Regions from separate parts of the Mus musculus genome. Here region 2 is linked to region 1. The links are chromatin contacts, called in public Hi-C maps. All regions are on one chromosome and are shown on one strand. Each heading gives the region's core, a stretch centred on a gene start, on an enhancer-like site or on the middle of the called end of the contact. The rest is flanking DNA. Distances are from core to core; before and after follow the strand shown.

Region 1 (5,039 bases), core at 1,417-3,916:
TCCAAATATGGAGGCTATCTTGGGAGAGAGGCACAAAAGCAGTAAGACTATGTCAACATGGTTGACATAGAAACCCCATCCAAACATGGGCAAGGGCATGCCAAGGAAATGCCCTTTGCACAAAATGCTTAGCTGCAAGTGACCTGCAAGCTCCCAGGAGGATGTGTTTACATGGTATCAGTGAGGAGTTCCTTTGCAGTGTAGAACCCATAAGGAATTTTCCACACTCAATGTTTAAGATGCACATTTGTTTTTCCTTCCTATGGCCCCGGTCATATGCCTGGTTCCTCCTGCTATTTAGGAGAGTTTGTTTCTGAGGACTGAAAAGGGCATCATGTCTACTCAACTCTATGCCCACAGACCCCACAACCAAAGCGCCCCCTGGGTAGCAAAGTAAGGGCAAGTACCCAGAAGGAAGGTGGCAGCGTCAAGGCAACTAGAGAATAACTCCTCTGTGCATCAAAGCCACCACACTTAGTTCCAGGAAGCTGCAGATTCTTGCTCACCAGCCATATCAATGAGAAGCCATGGATGCGACTGTTCTGGGGCTGTTCAGGGAAGGTTCTGGGAACTTGGCACCTAGGACAAAATGAACAGTGGACACAACCCAGAAAGAAAGCAGACACAAGGAATTTAGAATCCAGATGCCTCACACTGTAACATCTCTAAGTGACAGGCCCAGTCACAGGGACAAATCTTATGGCCCTCTGTGAGAGGGAGAGTACCACGTCTTCACACAGCCCAACAGACCTGAGCTGAACCAGCTGGGCACAGGGATGCTGGGGTCCCTGCTCCTGCAGAAGGACCCTATAAACCCTGTGGCTGCTGAGGTGACCCAGACTGATAGGAAGCTAAGAGAACCCAGGCTGGTAGCACCTCTAATGGGATTGTAACTGTTCCTATCTGAGATGTGAGTTTTCAGCTGGGCTGTTACCTTCAAAAGGCAGGCCAGCTATCAGATGGCCCTGAAAAACTAGAGATCACAGCATATATCCCACATTCTGGTAGGCCCAGCCTATGCCAGGGAACCCAGTGTGTTCCCCCAACCACAGGCACTTGCTGAGGCCCAACAAATTCAGGGTGTGTTGACAAACAGGAATGGGTGACAGCAAATGGCTGACCCTGAGCTCTCTGACCCCTTGAGTCTCTGAACCCTTGAGAGCCCAGTCCTATGATCTAGGGGAGAGGTACAAAAGCCACACATACTACTGAGAATGGTTTGTAGTTCTGGAAGCAGCGTAGGCAAGGCCGTGAGCATGGGTATTTAGCATGAGGAACACATGAAGACTTGGTGGCCAGGGGAAGCATGACAGATGGTGGTGTACAAAAACCCATTTGGAAAGATTTCTCACTGCAAATTGTTACAGGATTAAAGTTTTTTATTTTATGTTGATGAACTGAACTTCATTTATCTAAAAAGAAAAGTCCAGATACTTTGAAAGATTAAACCCCATCAGGGTGGACCATATAAGAAAGGGCCCAACCTATTACTTCAGTGCCACACACATGGGGACACTCTTTCCAACAGAGCCAGGAACATACCCAGTTGCCATTCCCCCCTCCCTCCACAGAGATGCCTGGGGTATTCACTACAGGAGGTCTTAGGCTCTCTCCTGGATTGTTCTGGCATTTCTCTTTCACCACAGGGAACCCTGCTGTCTCTTCTGTCCATGAGAGAGACAACAGGTGGAATCTATGTCCAGGGAGGCAGGAAGTTTCGGTGATTGCCCTGCCTATGTGGAAGTGAGGAGTGGGATTCTCTCACCGCCTCTCTCCACACCAGGTCCACGGTTGGCATTCCTGTGGGCCGGCAGCGTGCCCGGCTCCAGGCCACCACAAAGCACCCACACACACACTCCGATCTGCCGTCAGCAGCTGTTTCTGACAGGTGTCCCACTCTCTGCTGCAGATGGTGACCGAAATGGGCCCGTTGGCAGGCAGCACACGGTGCCACCCCCCTGCACATGATGATGCGGTCCCTGACATACTGATCAACCCTCACTCTATTCTGAGGCACCTTGCCTCTGGCTGCAGGTGAAGCCAGCATCCTCTTAGAACCCCCCCCCACAAGGTTCTAGGGGCCCCCACCTCAGCCTGGGACCCTTCAGCATTTGACAGTCTGTGAATCTAGAGGCTCCTTGTTCCAGACAGGCCCAGCTCACTATCCATCATGGTAGCAGGACTGTGTATGTCTTTGCTGGTTCATTTGGTGCAGTGCAGGATGGGATTTTCATAGCTCCCTAGGTATGACTTTGGCCTTGGCCCAGTGAGGCTACAAAGGTTAAGCTGCAGTGGCCCCAGGCCTCCAGATGCAGGGCCTGGGCCACTCCTGGCTCCTTCCATCTGTTATCCTGAGTGGAGTCCTGTGTACGGAAGACACACAAGACTTCCGGGAGCTGTTCCCCTAGAGAGGTGAGTGGGAGTCTGGTCTCTTGGTAAAATAACAAGATAGGGCCACATCCACAGCTGAGATAGGGATCCAGGAGGAGAAGGGGTCAGAAGGGAAAGTGGCTGCCCTTCTGATGTCCCCTTTCCTGCTGCCTGCCTGCACCTTAAACAGAGAGTTGTGGGCATTGCTAGGGCTCAGCTTTTCTGCCCACATCCCTGCAGGGGCCCCGCCTGCCCCATGTTTGGGCTGTTCATTCCAAACACTGAGCTAGCCAAGGCCGCCAGATGAGAGTGACATCTGGCTGAGACCACGGCCAAGTCTCTGCTGCTCTGTCCCTGGCAGGCAAGAGCTATGTTCCCAGTGCCAGGTTCTCAAAGAGGGAGACAGAGGGATGGGGGCAGAATAAAGCTCTGTGCTCCTTACCCAGCCATTTTCCTTCTTCCCTTCGTGATACTTAGTTGGAATCTGGATAGTCAAGGAGTAAAGGGCATCCTCCGGAGTGCTGGGGATCGTGGGAGTGGTGGAAAGAATCAGAGGTCAACACCAAGTGTGTGCACATGTGCATGCACACATACTGTGGACCACAAAGTACAAAGGATGGTGGGGAGTCAATCAGGTACCCGGAGTGACCTGAATGGGATCTGAATGACACAGCAGAAGCCTGCACTGTCTCCTGTTTTCCCAACACAAGGTCGGACTCTCCTTCCACCCTTCCGCGTAACTCTCTGTGGAGTGACAGCCTGGTGCCTGTCAGCCAGGCTGGAGCTAGAAAAGGAGTCATCCCATGTCCAGGAGGAGAGGCAAGATAGTGTTTCCATCTAGAGGCACTGGCAGAAAGTCTAATACTGATGGCCCAGTCTGGTCTCCTTTGGTCCATGGCCGCTTGTCAGCTGTGTGACCTCGGGCAAGCAACTGGACCTCTCTAAGTTTCTGTTATCCATCCGGAAAATAAAAGTAAGGCCCACTTGCTGTATTTTGTGAGCTTAAGAAACACCTCAAAGGAGAATATTGTCATTTTAGAAGTGAGCCAAGTCAAGTGTGGAAAGGTTGAAGGACTCGGTTGGCCAAAGTCGTGAAAGTAGATAAGGTATCGGGGAAAAGGGTTATGGGGTTCCCAGAGAAGCAGCTTTCAGCTCTCTGAGGGTTGGGGCAGCATGGCTCAAGACTTGTGGGTGTCTTCTGTCCTCAGCACTATCAGCCCTGTACCTCTCACACCCCTCTGTCACTTCAGAACACCCTCAAGCATAAACAGCAGTGTTGTCCCCCATTTGTCTGCTTCTGATTTTTGACTTCTGCAAGGTATGTAGGAATTTTCTTCTCTCTGTAAAATCCGTGGTTCAGGCTACTTCTCTGCCACGCTAGTGCACCATGAGGTTCACGGACTGGAGAAACTTCTGGGACTTCTCTCAGGGCTGGGAGAGTTTATGAGTTGTGTGTGTGTGTGCTCTTGAACAGAGGACAAAAAAAGAGAGCCACATTTCACAGAGCAGAGAATAATGACAAACCCTGAACCTTCACAGTTAAGCTTCCTCAGTCCCCTGTGTCCATGGTCGGTGTTGGGGGACCCATTTTAAAGCAGTAACATGAACAAGCAAGACTGGCTTAAGGGCGACAGATAGACAAAGGCAGGTAGTGGCTAGAGCTTGGAGGTGTTGGTGGGACTATGGTAAGGCTTGCATGGGACCATAATCACAATGCAAGCAGGGCAGTGCACAGCACAGAGTCAGGCCAGTGCAGAACAGCACCCCAACCCCAGCTCCGGCTTGCTCATTGTAGTTCTTGACTCTAGGAAGCCCAGGATGTGGGGTTTTATTAGGGCATGAACGGAGATAGTCATTCCAGACCTTGCCCGTCCAGGTTCTCCCTCCAGCTGGATGCTCTGGGGCATCCAGGATGCATGTGGGTGGGATGGAGCTCTTGGTCAGATGTCCCCAAAGCTAGCATAGGACATCTAGCCTATTGGCTGTTTGTCCCCAGAGCACCACTAATCTGGATGATGCATGAGAATGGGGCCACTCAACTGGGTGGGATGCGGCTTAAACTAGCCAGGCTCTTAACTTCCACCTGCTCAGGGCATAATCTGCTCCTCATGATTCCCCTGCCCTGGCTTTCTGTGAGCTCAGAAAGACCGTAGCATCACAGGGCAGCCTGAAAACTGCTGCCGAGACTGAATCCACGTGATTTCATTTCTTTCTGGGCACAGCCCTGAAAAAAGAGGGCTTCTCATCCTCCCCACCCCCACCCCTCACAGGAGAGGAAGTGGGGCTCAAGGTCAGTCACCCAAGGTTATGTGAGTTGGCCAAGCTCGGGCCAGTTCCAAAGCAACCTCTGTCCATTTGAGGACTGCTGAGGGTGTGACGGGGGATGTTTAACACCTACAGATACACGGTGCTGCAACTGAAATACATCATGCCTTAGCAAGAAGTCTAACGAACACGGATTTTATTGTCTTAGCCGGAAGGCATACCAATTATATGCAAATGCAAATGATGTAATTAGCTCCTGTTCTAGCTCTCTTCTCTGAAGGGATTTCCAGTTCTTCTGAGCGCTGAAGAAAATAACAATTGTGTTTTGGCAAATAGGGACTCATTGCCTATTTTGAGTCTTCACCCCTAATACATGCTTTCTTCCCTTCCTCCCTCCCTCTACC
Region 2 (5,281 bases), core at 1,999-4,498, 360 kb before region 1:
TTGACCAGGGATCCTGAAGATGTAAGCTGGGAGGGAGTAGCCAAACAGCCTGCTTTTCAATGTACAGGGAACAGAACATGCGGGAAGGGATACCTGGATATGGGTTTTACTCTGGAACAAGCGACAGATTCCTCACATATTGGTTAGGGATGTATAGGACACAAGTTCCTTTTAATGTGTGATGGACTGTGAGTAAAGAATTGTGTCTGTTCTTGTTTTCTATTGTCTATGAAACTATACTTTAAAACGATTTTCAAACTTTAATGCATGTGCATGCATGTGTATGTGACATGTATTGCAGGTGTTCATGGAGACCAGAAGAGGGCATTAGATCCCTTGAAACTGGAGTTGAAGGTAATTGTGAACTTCCCCATGAGGGTGCTTGGAACTGGGTTCTCTGTAAGTGCTCTTAACTGCTAGCTCTAGCTCCATAACTGTGCATTTTGTTAAAGAATCCCACCAGATGTGTCTGAGTTCACACAGGTGCCCTTTGTAAGACAGTTTTCAACATTTATTTAATTATTTGCATGAAAGGAAAGCTTGGGGCTGGAGAGTTGGTTCCACAGTCAAGAACATTAGTTGTTCTTGCAGAGGATCTAGGTTGGATTCCCAGCACCCATACAGTGGCTCACAACCATGTGTAACTCCAGTCCCAGGGAATCCAGGACCTCTTCTGAGTTCCGCACATCACACACACATGTTGTGCACGTATGTACATGTTGGAAAAACACACACATAAAATGTCAAGAGTTTAAATAATAAAAAAAAGAGAAGTGAGGTATGGTAGTTCATGTCTTTTTTTTTCTTTTTGGTTTTTCGAGACAGGGTTTCTTTGTATAGCTGTCCTGGAACTCACTCTGTAGACCAGGCTGGCCTCAAACTCAGAAATCCGCCTGCCTCTGCCTCCCAAGTGCTGGAATTAAAGTAGTTCATGTCTTAAATCTCAGCACTTAACACCATGAATTTGGGGACATCTTGGGCTACATCGTGATTCTATGTCTCAAACAATAACAACAACAAGACAAAACAAACCACACCAAACAAGGCTGGGCATAGTGGCACATGCCTTTAATCCCAGCATTCAGGAGGAAGAGGCAGGTGGATCTCTGTGAGTTCAAAACCCCGGTTTCCCCCCACCCTACCCCCGCGCCCCAGCAACAACAAAACAAGGCAACAATCAAAAACCCAAATCCAGAAAACCTTTCATTACTGTAGCAGAGAATTAGAAAGGAAACCGATTTGTTTTTATTTAGAAAAAACTGGGATATCAGGTTAGACGTCAGCCCTAGTGTGAAGCACGGAGATAGCAACCGGTTTCCTATCACTCTGGTGGCTGTTGGTGTTTGCTTATTTGTGTCCCATTTTATCCCATAAAGGGTTTGAGCTTTTCTGGTTTTGCTCTGCTGCCTCCTTTAGTGGGAATAATTCCCTTTCTTCTCTCTCCCATCTGCTGAGCTTCTATGCATACATGGAGAGCCAACTTGGTTATCGCCAGCTCTATGAAGCTCTTCCAGCCCACCAAGGCGGAGTCAACGCCACCCTTTCCAATGCTTGCACGGCCAGCATCGCGTTTGGATTGGTAATAGTTTCTCCTAGAGCACAAGTCCCCTGAGGTCTTCTTGTATGTTCGTGGTATGTAGCCCAGTCTACCACACACACATAAAGGACAGCAGCATAGGCGTCTGTCTGAGCAGACCTTCTGTTTCCTCTCTATGTTTCTACACGGAGGCCCTGAAGGTACCACATCGGGCCTGGCTCTGCTCCACACTCAGCCTTTCCTGGAGAATGGCACCTTTAGCGAGAGTCGGCTCTTTAGTCAGCCTGTCTCCACTGTGAATGCAATCTCCTTCATTTGGTGGATGATTCTAACTCAGGGGAGAAGCGTAGTGAGTTCATGGTGCCCTGAATCCAAGCCAGCTGTTATCAGCAATAAGTCTGACTGTCACTCTCCGTCTGGCTCCCGAGTCTCTCAATTGGTTCCTGACTCAGGAATGGAAGAGATGCATTATCTATTGCTCCCCTGCCAAGCCCCCCAACACCTGACATTTGTGTAATGCTTTTCAGTTTACAAAACACTTCCACATCCGATTATTTCAAGGGTTGTAAATAAGGCACAGTAGTGCGGCAGAGTATTGGAAGGGGGTGATTCATTTCAGCGTCACAAGGAGCTGCCTGTTGGTGGGGCTTGTTTAGCTCAAATATGCTGGAAGGTTTGGTCTCTGCCCTCTTAAAGCCTTATAAAAAGATCCGAACCCAAAGAGGACGTTGGTTGTCTGTTTAGGTCATAGCCTCTGCCGTAGCTACCATCCAGCATGCTTTTCTGATCCGCAGAGCCAGCATGGCTTCTGTTGTTGTTGTTTATATGCTGGTCTTCCTAACTCTTACTAGGAGACCCTGGCTTTGTCAAGCCTTGTTGGACCCCACACTGTGGCATGAGCTGTTTGTGGTCCTGTAGCCATTCCTCCTGGGTTGCGACTTCAAACTGGCTGGTACAGGTGACAGCTTTGAGTGTCAATACTGTTATTGGCCTTGCGAACCTTAGAAGCAACTGGGGGATTCTTTGCTGGGCCCCAGCAAAAGGCTCCTGACTATAGAGCTAGGCTGGGGCATAAACAGGCAGACTTTGTAGCCAGTGTTGGTTTTCCTAGGACATAAGTCCACCAAGAGGTGTGTGAAAAGGCATTTGGGGACAAATGGCTCCCACAGAAGTGGTGAATTCTAATCAACATTGTTTTTCAAAATGTCAGCTATGCGCTGAATTTCAATGCAAAGAGGGAGGGAGAAAATAGAATTGAAAGTGAAACTGAATTGACAAGCGGAAGGGAAAGAGTCAACTTAATTCCGGAGCTTGTCCTCAACAAGGGTAAAATAACAAACCAGGCTTGCGATAAAAAAGCATATCTAATATTTATAAGGAGTTCGACATCTAAGGGATGATAAATTGCACTTGAGAGGAAATGCTACATTAGACAAATTTTATCTTGACACCGAACCCTTTAAAATGCCTGTAGAACGTGTCTCGTACATCTGCTGTAGCCCACATACCAGTCTGTCCCTGGTAGTAACTGAGGGTTATTTTGCTGAGAAAAATCTGTTTGACTTTAGGAGCTGGAAGGAAGGAGAGGGGAGCTCAGAGATTGGAATCTAAATGAGTAATAGAGAGATTTCAAATGCCACCATAGCAGGGGGTGGGGGTGGGGGTGAGGGAGATGAAGTCAGCCTATGACAAGTGACACTTCTCACACCCCAGTTCCATTCTACGCAGTCTCTGAATTCTCTGGTCTGGTTTCTTGTCATCCAGATCTGTTTGGCATGGTAATAGAGAACAGGACAAAGGAATCCAGTGGAGTGTGCCTCCAGGAGTTGGGGCTTTGGGCGATCTTGATTTGCTGTGGGCCCTGAGAGGCTGTAGTTGCTGACTACACCTGAAGGAGTATTGAGGACCCTGTTCCAAACTGAGAGTGTGAGGGTCTGGGCTAGTAGGGAATCTGATGGTTAATATCCCGTCAGCTTTCCTGGGCCAGGATGAGCCAGCAAGGCATTGTTTTTGGAAGAGATTGGCTTACTGAGTGGGAAGGATCCCATACCCATAGATGTGGGCGAGCATTATCCAGCGTGCTCCCGATAATGCTTTGGTCCTGATGTAACAAAGATGCAGGGAAAGGATGGCTCTTCCAGAGCCTGGGTGTCCATTTTCTTTGGTTCCCGAACACTGGCACTTGAGTCTCTGGTCTGTGATTTACATTTATAAAAACATTTACTTATTTATTATTCTCTGTATTGTGTGGGCATGTGTGTATGTCACGGTGTGTGTTTGAAGTCAGAGGACAGCTGGCAGGAGTTGGTTCTCTCCTTCTACAAAGTGGGTTCCAGGGGTCAAATTTAGGTCACTAGGCTTGATAGCAAGTGCTTTTATCCACTGAGCCTTCTTGCCAGTCTGATTCAGATTTTGACTGTAACTTCCAGCACCACTCCTTGGATCTTTGAATTATTCTTATTTTCTTCTTCTTCTTCATCTCCTTCTCCTCTTCCTCTTCCTCCTTCTTCACATCATTATTGCCATCATTATCATCATCATCACCACCACCACCACCACCACCACCATCATCATCATCAAATTGACTTTTCGAGACAGGCTTTCATGTACCCAGGGTGGCCTTGAACTATGACTACTGATCCTCCTGCCTTCGTTTCCTCATTGCTGTGGAGAAGCAAGGTTGGTCTGTGCCACCATACCCAATGCTAGACTGGACTTATACCTCTGGCTCTGCTGGGCCAGCATCTACACAATAGATCACAGGATCGTTGGGCTTCTGTAATTCTGTGAGCCAATCCCTTATAGGAAATCTTTTTCCATGTATCTGTGTGTTTTCTTAGTTTTGCTGGTATCAGAAAGTCTGACTAACCCAGAGAGCAAGAATCCAAGTGCAGCCACATGTGGACAGTTGGTACAAGTGTGTATATATATGTAGGTGTGTCCTGGGTGTACGTATGATGTGTGCAGATGTATGTGCACACTGTGTGGCCACAACCTTCAGCTGGCACTGCTCCTTGGTTTCACGATTCCCCTCACCCATCAAAGCTTCTGAGTGGACATCTGTAAAGCATTCTCTGACAGAGACGATTTTAGAAAGAGCTAGGAAAAGAGTGTTTAGTAGCAAAGATAATATACTGAATACATCTCTATCTTATATATGAATTATGAGATAATTAAGATATTTTCATACAGAATAAACATTTAGTGAGAGAGCAGTCAGCACGGCACTCTGAACTTTGACTAGATCTGGATTCAAATCCAGTTTGTACTTCTTAGGCGCTTTGAACCTCCTTTTTAATAGGTCCTTTGAGCCCATTTTCAGGATGTGGAAACTGAGGATTAAGTTTTAAAGACTTGTTTTCAAGATGAAATGTAAAAATCTGTAAAGAGTATAGACAGCATAAAATACTAGTTAAGTTTTCTACTTCTTTCCTAGACTTCAGATACATTTTTTTTTTTTAAGGAAAAAAATGTTATGCTGGGTTTTTATTTAAAAAGCCAGTTGATCAACTGGGTGGTGGTGGTGCATGTCTTTACTCCCAGCACTAGGGAGGCAGAGGCAGGCCGATCTCTTATGAATTCAAGGCTAGCCTGGTCTACAGAGTGAGATCCAGGACAGCCAGGGCTACAGAGAGAAACCCTGTCTCAAAAAAACCAAAAAAAAACAAAATCAAAATCAAACCAAACAAAGCAAACCCAAAGCAAAGCAAACCAACCAACCAACCAACCAACCAACCAACCAAA

What was found. A called contact is a pair of places that touch in the nucleus more often than the background predicts.
Region 2: a contact with region 1 is called in a Hi-C map of cortical neurons, with 2.5 times the contacts expected there. The contact joins two enhancer-like sites. A contact is called at or near these places in 3 of 484 Hi-C or Micro-C datasets (bone marrow-derived macrophages, cortical neurons and embryonic stem cells) and 3 of 115 datasets of contacts at active chromatin or transcription factors (SST interneurons, VIP interneurons and cardiomyocytes).

What each region holds. Positions count from the first base shown.
Region 1 is chr14:64,137,163-64,142,201 of GRCm38.p6, reverse strand. The region is part of intron 5 of Msra (methionine sulfoxide reductase A); the gene reads left to right. Among named protein-coding and RNA genes, the nearest start is that of 9630015K15Rik, 23 kb to the right of the region's middle. Within about 2 kb of position 2,666, at least 55 of the 459 cell types and tissues checked have an H3K27ac peak or open chromatin away from gene starts, as enhancers often do. A contact at or near this core is called in cortical neurons, where this site is marked.
Region 2 is chr14:64,499,443-64,504,723 of GRCm38.p6, reverse strand. No RefSeq gene overlaps it. Among named protein-coding and RNA genes, the nearest start is that of Msra, 61 kb to the right of the region's middle. Within about 2 kb of position 3,248, at least 34 of the 459 cell types and tissues checked have an H3K27ac peak or open chromatin away from gene starts, as enhancers often do. A contact at or near this core is called in cortical neurons, where this site is marked.